Regions from separate parts of the Mus musculus genome. Here regions 2 and 3 are each linked to region 1. Evidence: chromatin contacts called from public Hi-C and Micro-C data. All regions are on one chromosome and are shown on one strand. The core of a region is the stretch at or near the end of the contact, and the rest is flanking DNA. Distances in the headings are between cores, read along the strand shown. Region 1 holds the start of Dnajc13 (DnaJ heat shock protein family (Hsp40) member C13). Region 2 holds the start of Nudt16 (nudix (nucleoside diphosphate linked moiety X)-type motif 16). Region 3 holds the start of Mrpl3 (mitochondrial ribosomal protein L3).

Region 1 (2,681 bases), core at 53-2,552:
ATGTGAACTCAGTGTTTTCTCAACTAGGACTGGCGGTCCCGTCCCTGAACGTAATGTGGTATTAACAGCCAGAGCCACCATTTGCGATATTGCAACTTAAACATTGGTTTATACTATATATGAAAATTAAAGGGGCTTTTATGCTGTAAGCTAAATTAAGTTAAACAATGAGGCACTAGAAACAACAACAACAAAAAAAAAAACTAAACTATAGAATAAACGGGAAAAGCAGATCGTGGAAGTAAAAAATCACTACTTTGGGAGTTCATCTCTGTGTTAGGGGGCGATTTTTATTTACATCATCCTTCCACCAAGTGATTAGGGAAACGGTTTCAAGGTAAGAGTGGCTAATTTAGCATCTTACAATAGGGGTTTTTTGGGGGGCGGGGGCACGCAGGTGTACTCTCAACACCCACTTCATTGGGCGTCCAAAGTGCTGCTTCACCTACACCAAAAGCCGCGTTCAGAGGTGAAATCACAGCCCAGCACGGGCAACAGTGAACAGGCCAGGCTACTTTACAAGAAGGAAAAGCCTTGGGGGGAAAACTTGGTGTTTGATAAAGGACTTGAGGAAGAGAACAGCAGCTGCCCCTCCTTTCCCATCAAATCGAAACAAAACTGAGACGAGGAAAAAAGAAAGAAAAAAAAAAAAAAATCGAGTCTACGCGGGACCCCAGAGGAAGGAAGCAGGACCGCTAACCTAAGAAAACCGGAGGCGCCGGCATCCAGGAGGGAATCCCGAGGGCGGAGCCCACAGGGGAAGGAGGTGTGGAGTTGAGTCGGGGAGAGTTGCCGAGAGAAGTGGGGGACAGGGATAGTGATGGGAGAAAAGACGGCCAGGCAGAGAGAGGGGTGGGGCTGCCGGGCAGTGCCCCGGGCAAATGTCACTCAGAGCCGGGGGAGGGGAGGGTCCGAGCGCAGGGATCCCTGGACGGAGGATCGCGGCTTCAGCAGGTTCGAGCCACACACAGCAGCTTAACGCCGCCCGCTCTGGGGTCCCTGCCCGGAGCCCCCGGGTCCCCGAAGGTGGGAAGCGGCATCGCAGAAACCCAGAGCCGGAGGCGGCTTTACCTTCGCAGGAGGCTGGAGGCGCTCCAGCCCGAGCTCCGCCCGCCGCCGGCTCCACGTCTTGAGTAGGATGGAGGCGCCGCCGGCCCCGTCCCCTCTCGCTTTCCTTTTCCCCGCCGGGGCCTGTCGCCGCGGGTTCCTGCGCCGCGGCCCCCACCCCTCCGCTCCTCCCTCTGCCTCTCAGAGGCTCGCCCTGGACGCCGCCATCTTCCACCAGGCTTGCGAGCGCTGAACCCTAACGCGCGTGCGTGGCCGCCGCCCCGGCCGTCACGAGACCCTGTCAGCTGACCTCGGCGCTTCCGCCTCGCGCCCCGCCCTCGGGAGCACTGTGCTCCCTCCCTCGGTGGCCCATTCGCCGTCTTCCGGGAAGCGCCGCGTGCGCGCCGCCCGCCGTTCCGCCTCTCGGGAAGTACGCGTGCGCTTAGCGAAAGAGAGCCTTGGCCCAAGCAGAAGGCGAGGCGCCACGCCCCCTGGAGCGGTCCGAGAGGCCACGCCCCCTGAATCCCTGGAGACACGCCTCTCAGCCAGACGCTGGCATTGGCTACTGTAACTCTGCAAAGGAGCAGCTCTGTTACCTAGCCCTAGTCTTCAGTGTCCTGGCGCATCCACGAAGCCGTCGAAAGCCTCAGTGCGCATCTCTGGTTTAGCTGCATCGTGGGCATAACTTTTACTCGCTACTGACACACCCTGAACGCGGATTTAAGTTTTGAGTGTTCAGGGAGATAATGGAGACCGAAGCCTCAGAGGTCAAAGGCCTTTGCGGGTGAAGTGTTGGGACAGTTAACACTGCTGCCTTCCTGGACCTCTGATCCCAGAGCCAGGATTTAATTGGCCAACTACTTAAGGTCAATTAACTTGCAGCCGTCTGAGATAGGGATTATCCTCTATTTTCAGATAATAAATTGATGTGTAGTTCCACAGTAGTAGACTTAGTATTTGAGCTCAAGTAAGTTGACTCAAGAACTGCTCTCTGGATAGGAACTCACTGAAACTATATGAAGAGGGGAACTCAGGAGAGTGACAGTATCAGAATGAAACAAAGTTACAGATGACAATTGTGTCAGAGCTCTGAGCAACAGACGGTGTCTCATCTAAGATGTGAGAGGGGCAGACTACCCTCTAAAACGTGATTCTGTGGGGGGAAAAAAACTTGTATGGACACACAGTTCTAGGTTTAAATGCTCTGGTGAGCCTAATATTATTATTGTGTAGCAACCCTGGAACTGGAATTTCTCAGGGACCCCGTCTGTGGTTGAATCGTTTCATAGATGGAGGTTTTGGGATGAAAAACATGTAAAATGGTTTCTACAGACTTGACTTTTTGGCCGACTGACCCATTTGTGTTACTGGAGACGACTAGATTTTTCCTTAGGAAGGCTTTCCCACACTGTCCCAGTGAAATAAAAGTGCCTGTGAGCAGCCAGAAATGGCTTGCTTGGAAAGATGAGACCTGAAGTAGAGTGGAAAGGGGAAAAAACAACAATGAAAAACAAAACAAGATGCCCTTGGCCTATCCCAGGGTAATAAAAGCATGTGCTTACGTGGCTTTGTATATGTTACAGACCCTTAGAGTATTGCCAGAACTAGGTGTGGGCGGTCCTATTTCTATTTGG
Region 2 (2,681 bases), core at 82-2,581, 870 kb after region 1:
GGAGGACGTACAGGGGTACCCGCACCAGGCCCAGCACCTATGAAAAGGAGACATCGGACAAGTGGGACCTCAAGAACCTCAACACATTACCTTATCTACCTTGGAACAGAACTCTCCAGAGAAGAGCCAAGCAGAACCGGGCCTAATAATCACACCTCAGGAGAGCTTAGAGAGCCAAACTCTGTGGACAAGTGAGCCACGCTGGGTTCCAAGCTCCATCCGTGCCAATCCTTCTCCATCCTTTTCCTCACCCTTACTGGCGACGGCCTCCAGGAGGCATGCCTGGCTGTAGCAGTATTTCAAAACTCAGAACTCACACCACTGTATAGGTAGCACTTGGGTGCTCAAGAAAAATGCAAATACCCAAGTATTCCTCTGACATCCTTACCCAACTCAAGTGATTCCAATGGACTGTTCAGTCTAAACACTGTCAAAGTGTGCGCACTAATCAGTTTTAATAGCGCTCTCACTCCCAGGTTCAGGGTCACCTCTACACACAGGCGTCCCTAGCATTAGACTCACTGTCTGCTTAAGGGAAATATGAACCCAAAGTCAAGAGCTTAGGGTATCATGTGCACTAGCATAGAGCTGGAGAGACCTTTGGATGTGTGTTCTAAAAAGCTCTCTGCAGGGGCCGCTAAAGGTGGCCGAGTAGGTGGTATTATCTAGCCTGGAGATGACCAAGATCCCAACTAGTTCATGCCACTTGAAAGAATTCAAAGTCGGAGGGTCAAAATCTCCTCCACCCAGTGGCTTTTCTCGGTAAGGGGATTGGGGGAGGACAGACTGGAGCTGGAGTGGATCCCAGGCTGGTCCCACCTCCAGCCCATGGTCCTTGGCTTGAGGTGCCCTGGCTTCCACAGCCTGCAGCTGTTCCAGAGTCAGGCGCTTGGCATAGAAGTGGGCCACCACGCGCGGTCTGGCCGCGATGTGTGAGCTGCGGTAGTCAGAGCGTTCAACGCGGAAGGCAGACATCGCTTCGCCCAGCTCCTCGCGCAGTTCCCGGTTCAGCCCGTCCTCCAGGCAGCTGTCCTGCGCGTCCACGAAGCCGCCAGGGAAGCCCAGGCGCCCGTCAAAGCGCATCTGCATCTGGGGGAGGAGGGTATGATGGTTGGCCCGGGCTCGCGAGCCCTGGGGCGGGGGAGCGGCCGTGCATGACGCGTCCTCACCAGCACGGCGAAGCGCATCGGGATGCGGCCGAACAGCTTGCGGGGGTCGGGCGCGTAGAGCAGCGCATGGCAGGCGTGGCGCCAGTCCGGCCCGAGCGCCAGGGCCTCGCTGAGCTCCACTTTCCGATGCCCCTCCATCTCGAGGCTCGCACTTCCGGGTTCTTGCAGAGGCCAGCGCCTCGGGGCGGAGCTTTGCGAGACTCCGCATCAGCCAATCAGGATGGGTCTCTCAGGAGCTCCGAAGACACCCTGGATTGGCCCTTAGGCTAGGGTGGGGCTGAAGGCTTGGTAAGGTCAGGCTCAGGCCGGAGGTGTTTTGGAACCTGAGTTAGAATTTACGCAGGAGTTCTGCCAGTGCAAAGGACAACGTATTTTTTAGAAAACGGTTCTGGGTTGGTCCGTTCATAACAAAGAGTCTAGGGATGGGAGGAAGGTAGTCTGGCTTCAGAACTTATTCCTAGCCTAGCGTGATGGGGGAAAGGAGAGGTGGGTGTAACAAGTCTTGAGTGGTGGAAATGTGGGGATTGACTGATTATAAGAGGGCACAGGGACAGAGCTAACACATTTGGGGAAGGGGAGTGGCCAATGGATGTGGTTACAACAACCAACTGCATTGGCTGTGGGCTCTGGGTAGTGATGTGGCGCCTGGTACATGGAAAATGACATGGAAATGTCACAGGTCACACAGTAAGATTGGGGAGGGGTGGCTGGCTGAGGAAATAAAGCACAGAAAAGAGTGGGGAGGAGTCAGACAGGACACCCCACCACCACCACACTAGGAGTAAATTAAAATACCCTCAGAACTTTAAATTGTGAAGAAAAATAGGAAAGAGATGGGGGACACTCAATGCCTAATGCTGAGATCCTGGCATTCAGGATCCTTCACCTCAGCTAGGCTGCCCCACCTGAAGTTGAGTCCATATATCAAGAACCTGTATGTATTTAAGGAAGGGAAGAGGTGACACTCAAAGAAGATCTGACTTCAGGTCACAGCCTGGACTTGAAAGTTTGTTGTAGAGCTCAGAACTCACCCAGATACAGGCTTGTGACTTTAGTAGAAGCCACTCAACCCTCTCAGGTTCCCAGTTAAGGACCTGTTAGTGGAGGTGGAACCAGCGTAGTATGGGAGTAAAATTCTCCTCAGAGCCAGACATATGGTAAATGCAGCCATTCTTGGATTCGAGGGTGGAGGTTCGATGCTGTGTCTTATGTCAAAGATTGAGGCCAGCATCCTAAGAATAAGGGCACCATCAGGAAAAGCCTGTGGACATCTTGCCTCAGTCCCCTGAGTCGCAGGGCAGAGATGCCATTGACTGAGGCAGTCACATCATGGTGAGTTAGGTGCGATACAGATGCCATTACTCAGATAACATCCAAGGGACAGGCAAATCATCCTGGTCAAACATTATCACCTGGCAACAAGAAGGAGAAGGAGGAGGAGGAGGAGGAGGAAGAGGAAGAAGAGAAGAAGAAGAAGAAGAAGAAGAAGAAGAAGAAGAAGAAGAAGAAGAA
Region 3 (2,681 bases), core at 135-2,634, 790 kb after region 1:
TGTTGCATTGAGCTACTTAAACTGGCCTTCCTACAAGTTTAGTGACCTCCTGGATACCATTGACTGATGGACACATACAATACTGAACACAGACTATTGTATACTATAGACATACAAAACACTAGATATTGGTGATAGTAGGTTTTGTTTTCTCTTATTCTCATGCATAGTAGATGTCAAGGCTCAATGAATATGCCTATCTTAAGTATCTGTGAAGTCAGGTAGCAAGGACAGAGTGATGCATTCTTTTCTCTGAGTCTCAAAATATTACTGAGAAGCTGTCAAGGTACCCACAACAGCACTTAGTGGAAGAACAGGCAACGATTTTGAGCCCTCACGTCTAAGCAATAACTCTCTAAACTTTCTAAAGCAGGTTACCCAGGTCTTTAATTTTCTTTCTTCCTTCCTTCCTTCCTTCCTTCCTTCCTTCCTTCCTTCCTTCCTTCCTTCCTTCCTTCCTTCCTTCCTTTCTTTCTTTCTTTCTTTCTTTCTTTCTTTCTTTCTTTCTTTCTTTCTTTCTTCCTTTCTTCCTTGCTCGCTTGCGCTCTCTCTCTCTCTCTCTCTCTCTCTCTCTCTCTCTCTCTCTCTCTCTCTCTCTCTCTCTAAAGAGGAAGCTGAAAGGCCAAATTGCTGTTTCTACTTTTCCAAAAACACTGATGTAACTGAGATAGGGTTTTTGGAGTAGAGAAATGAATGTCTAGCACATACAAGGTAGGACGACCTGGGGCATAGAAGATACAGTACTGTTGTAGCTGTATCACGATCATTCTGAAACTTTATGGTAACACTCTTTCCTGAAACAATTGCACCTGGTCTCAACTCTATGAGCTGCCTCTCTAGACAATTCCGGTTTAAGGTCTTTGATGAGTTGAAGAACGGCCTGGGACTGTTTGTGCTCCAGCCCCGAAAGTTGCATGTGGTCCGGTTTTGTTGTTTTTGGTTTGTTTTGTTTGTTTTGACCCCACTTTATTGTTAGCATACATCAGTCCTATTTCAGTGTTAACTCTGTTCATCTGTTTTTGGCATGTACATAAATTTTAAGTACTTGCTCCCTTAGTTATAATATAGAAATAACTTCTTTAAAGGGCTGGTCTTGGGATTAACCAATATAAAATTGCCAAAGTGCGACTTACTTAGCACAGTGAGTTTTCCCACAGTGAGTATTATTGGAGGTGACTTCTCTTTCTTTAGTTTACAAAGAAATTTTTATCTTTTCTTGTCACATTCTCCTAAAGTTTAAAGCCCCAAACGTTCTTTGCCACCACTAGAGTCAACCATCTAATCCATTGGCAAAGTAGAGCCATTTGGATACGGAACCATAGTTACAGGTATGGAGTCTTTACCCGGACCGCTTTGAGAAACGGACCGGAAGTGGCCCGGCTGTGCTTTTCCTCCGCGGAGGGCATTGGCGGACAAACGGCGTGACTGCTGTCCCAGGCCTACTACGAACTCCTGGGGTTTGGGTTGGGGACTTGCTGAAAGCTCCGCGGCGGCGCGGCGGGAGGTGTCGCGAGCCGAGCCCTGCCCGGCCACTTCCATGCCGGGTTGGAGGCTGCTGGCGCAGGCTGGCGCCCGGGTGCTGGGCTGTGGCGCCAGAGGCCTAGGTGCTGACCCCGGCTTAGAGAGAAGGTGGGTATGGGCAAGAGGTGGTGGCGGGGGGCGCCGCCCACTCAACTATGTCCTTGAACAGAGATTTGGTTTTGCCGCAGAGGGTTAGAAGTGGAAGGGGCCATGTGTTCAAGGGGGTAGCATAGAAAATTAAGAAAGCATCGTTCAATCTAAAGCCTTGAAGGAGTAGTGGGGTTTTGTTTTAATGTTCAAGGAATTAGGGGTTAGCTGCGACTATTAGCAGCAGCAAGAATGTCTTCCAACCAGCCAGTGCTGGACTAGACGTTGTGTTTGTATTGTAACCTATATTAGGCCTTGTGTCCGGTGAGCAGACCACTGTCGTGAAAGTTTTTCAGATAAAACTGAAACTAAAGGGAAATAGGTTGTCCAAAGTCACTCAGCTAATGAGTAGAAAATCACTTGTAATTCTAAGCTGGAACTTCCTCACTACCAACCAAAGTAGACTGCCCAGAGGTTTATTTAGGTTCTCATCCACCCCCACCGTATGCAAAAATTAAACACACTTCCTTCCTTCCTTGCCTCAAGCTGCTAATCTCCTTCTTAGTGCATTTGCTGGACAGGGGTTGTGTTCTGTGGTTTTTAGTTTTGTTTTTAAAACTGCTTATTTGGTAGTTTGTTAACATTGGCGATGCCACTCCATTAGAAAACTGTCAAGTACAGATTCATGTGGGTTAGTAGTCACTCATGTGTTTCTTATTAGTTAGGTAGGATTGTTTATTGTTAATGAAAAGATAAATTTAGCCTTCAGGGTAACCATTCTTGGTTAAAGCAGAAGCCCCCGTGTTATTATAAGAAGTGTTAGGGAAAATGGACAAACCACACCATTCCCTGAGGCCGTGAGTGCATTATCTAACTGTGGCCTCCCCTACATTAAATGGAAATAATGACTTGATTGTTTTTGTTTCCAGAAAGAATATCTTGTTCTTTGTTAGAAATCTCCACAGCAAGAGTAGTACTTGGTGGGATGAACATCTTTCTGAAGAAAATCTCTCCTTTGTTAAGCAACTGGTCTCCGATGAAAATAAAACCCAGCTGACAAGTAAACTGAATCC

Evidence for each region. A called contact is a pair of places that touch in the nucleus more often than the background predicts.
Region 2: a contact with region 1 is called in a Hi-C map of CD8 T cells, with 4 times the contacts expected there. The contact joins the promoter of Nudt16 here to the promoter of Dnajc13 in region 1. A contact is called at or near these places in 4 of 39 promoter capture datasets (the C10 cell line, cranial neural crest, hippocampal neurons and 1 more), 5 of 484 Hi-C or Micro-C datasets (CD4 T cells, CD8 T cells, Sertoli cells and 2 more), 2 of 115 datasets of contacts at active chromatin or transcription factors (astrocytes and memory CD8 T cells) and 2 of 9 other capture datasets (liver and macrophages).
Region 3: a contact with region 1 is called in a Micro-C map of the G1E-ER4 cell line, with 3 times the contacts expected there. The contact joins the promoter of Mrpl3 here to the promoter of Dnajc13 in region 1. A contact is called at or near these places in 3 of 39 promoter capture datasets (the 3T3-L1 cell line, hippocampal neurons and liver), 8 of 484 Hi-C or Micro-C datasets (CD4 T cells, the G1E-ER4 cell line, bone marrow-derived macrophages and 3 more) and 1 of 9 other capture datasets (adipose tissue).

The regions. Positions count from the first base shown.
Region 1 is chr9:104,261,628-104,264,308 of GRCm38.p6, forward strand. It overlaps Dnajc13 (DnaJ heat shock protein family (Hsp40) member C13), which reads right to left and starts at 1,303. Exons shown (of 56, transcript NM_001163026.1): 1 at 1,072-1,303.
Region 2 is chr9:105,130,474-105,133,154 of GRCm38.p6, forward strand. Nudt16 (nudix (nucleoside diphosphate linked moiety X)-type motif 16) reads right to left here and starts at 1,332. Exons shown (of 3, transcript NM_029385.2): 1 at 1,170-1,332; 2 at 820-1,089; 3 at 1-37. The coding sequence starts at 1,307.
Region 3 is chr9:105,051,884-105,054,564 of GRCm38.p6, forward strand. Mrpl3 (mitochondrial ribosomal protein L3) reads left to right here and starts at 1,385. Exons shown (of 10, transcript NM_053159.4): 1 at 1,385-1,629; 2 at 2,538-2,681. The coding sequence starts at 1,538.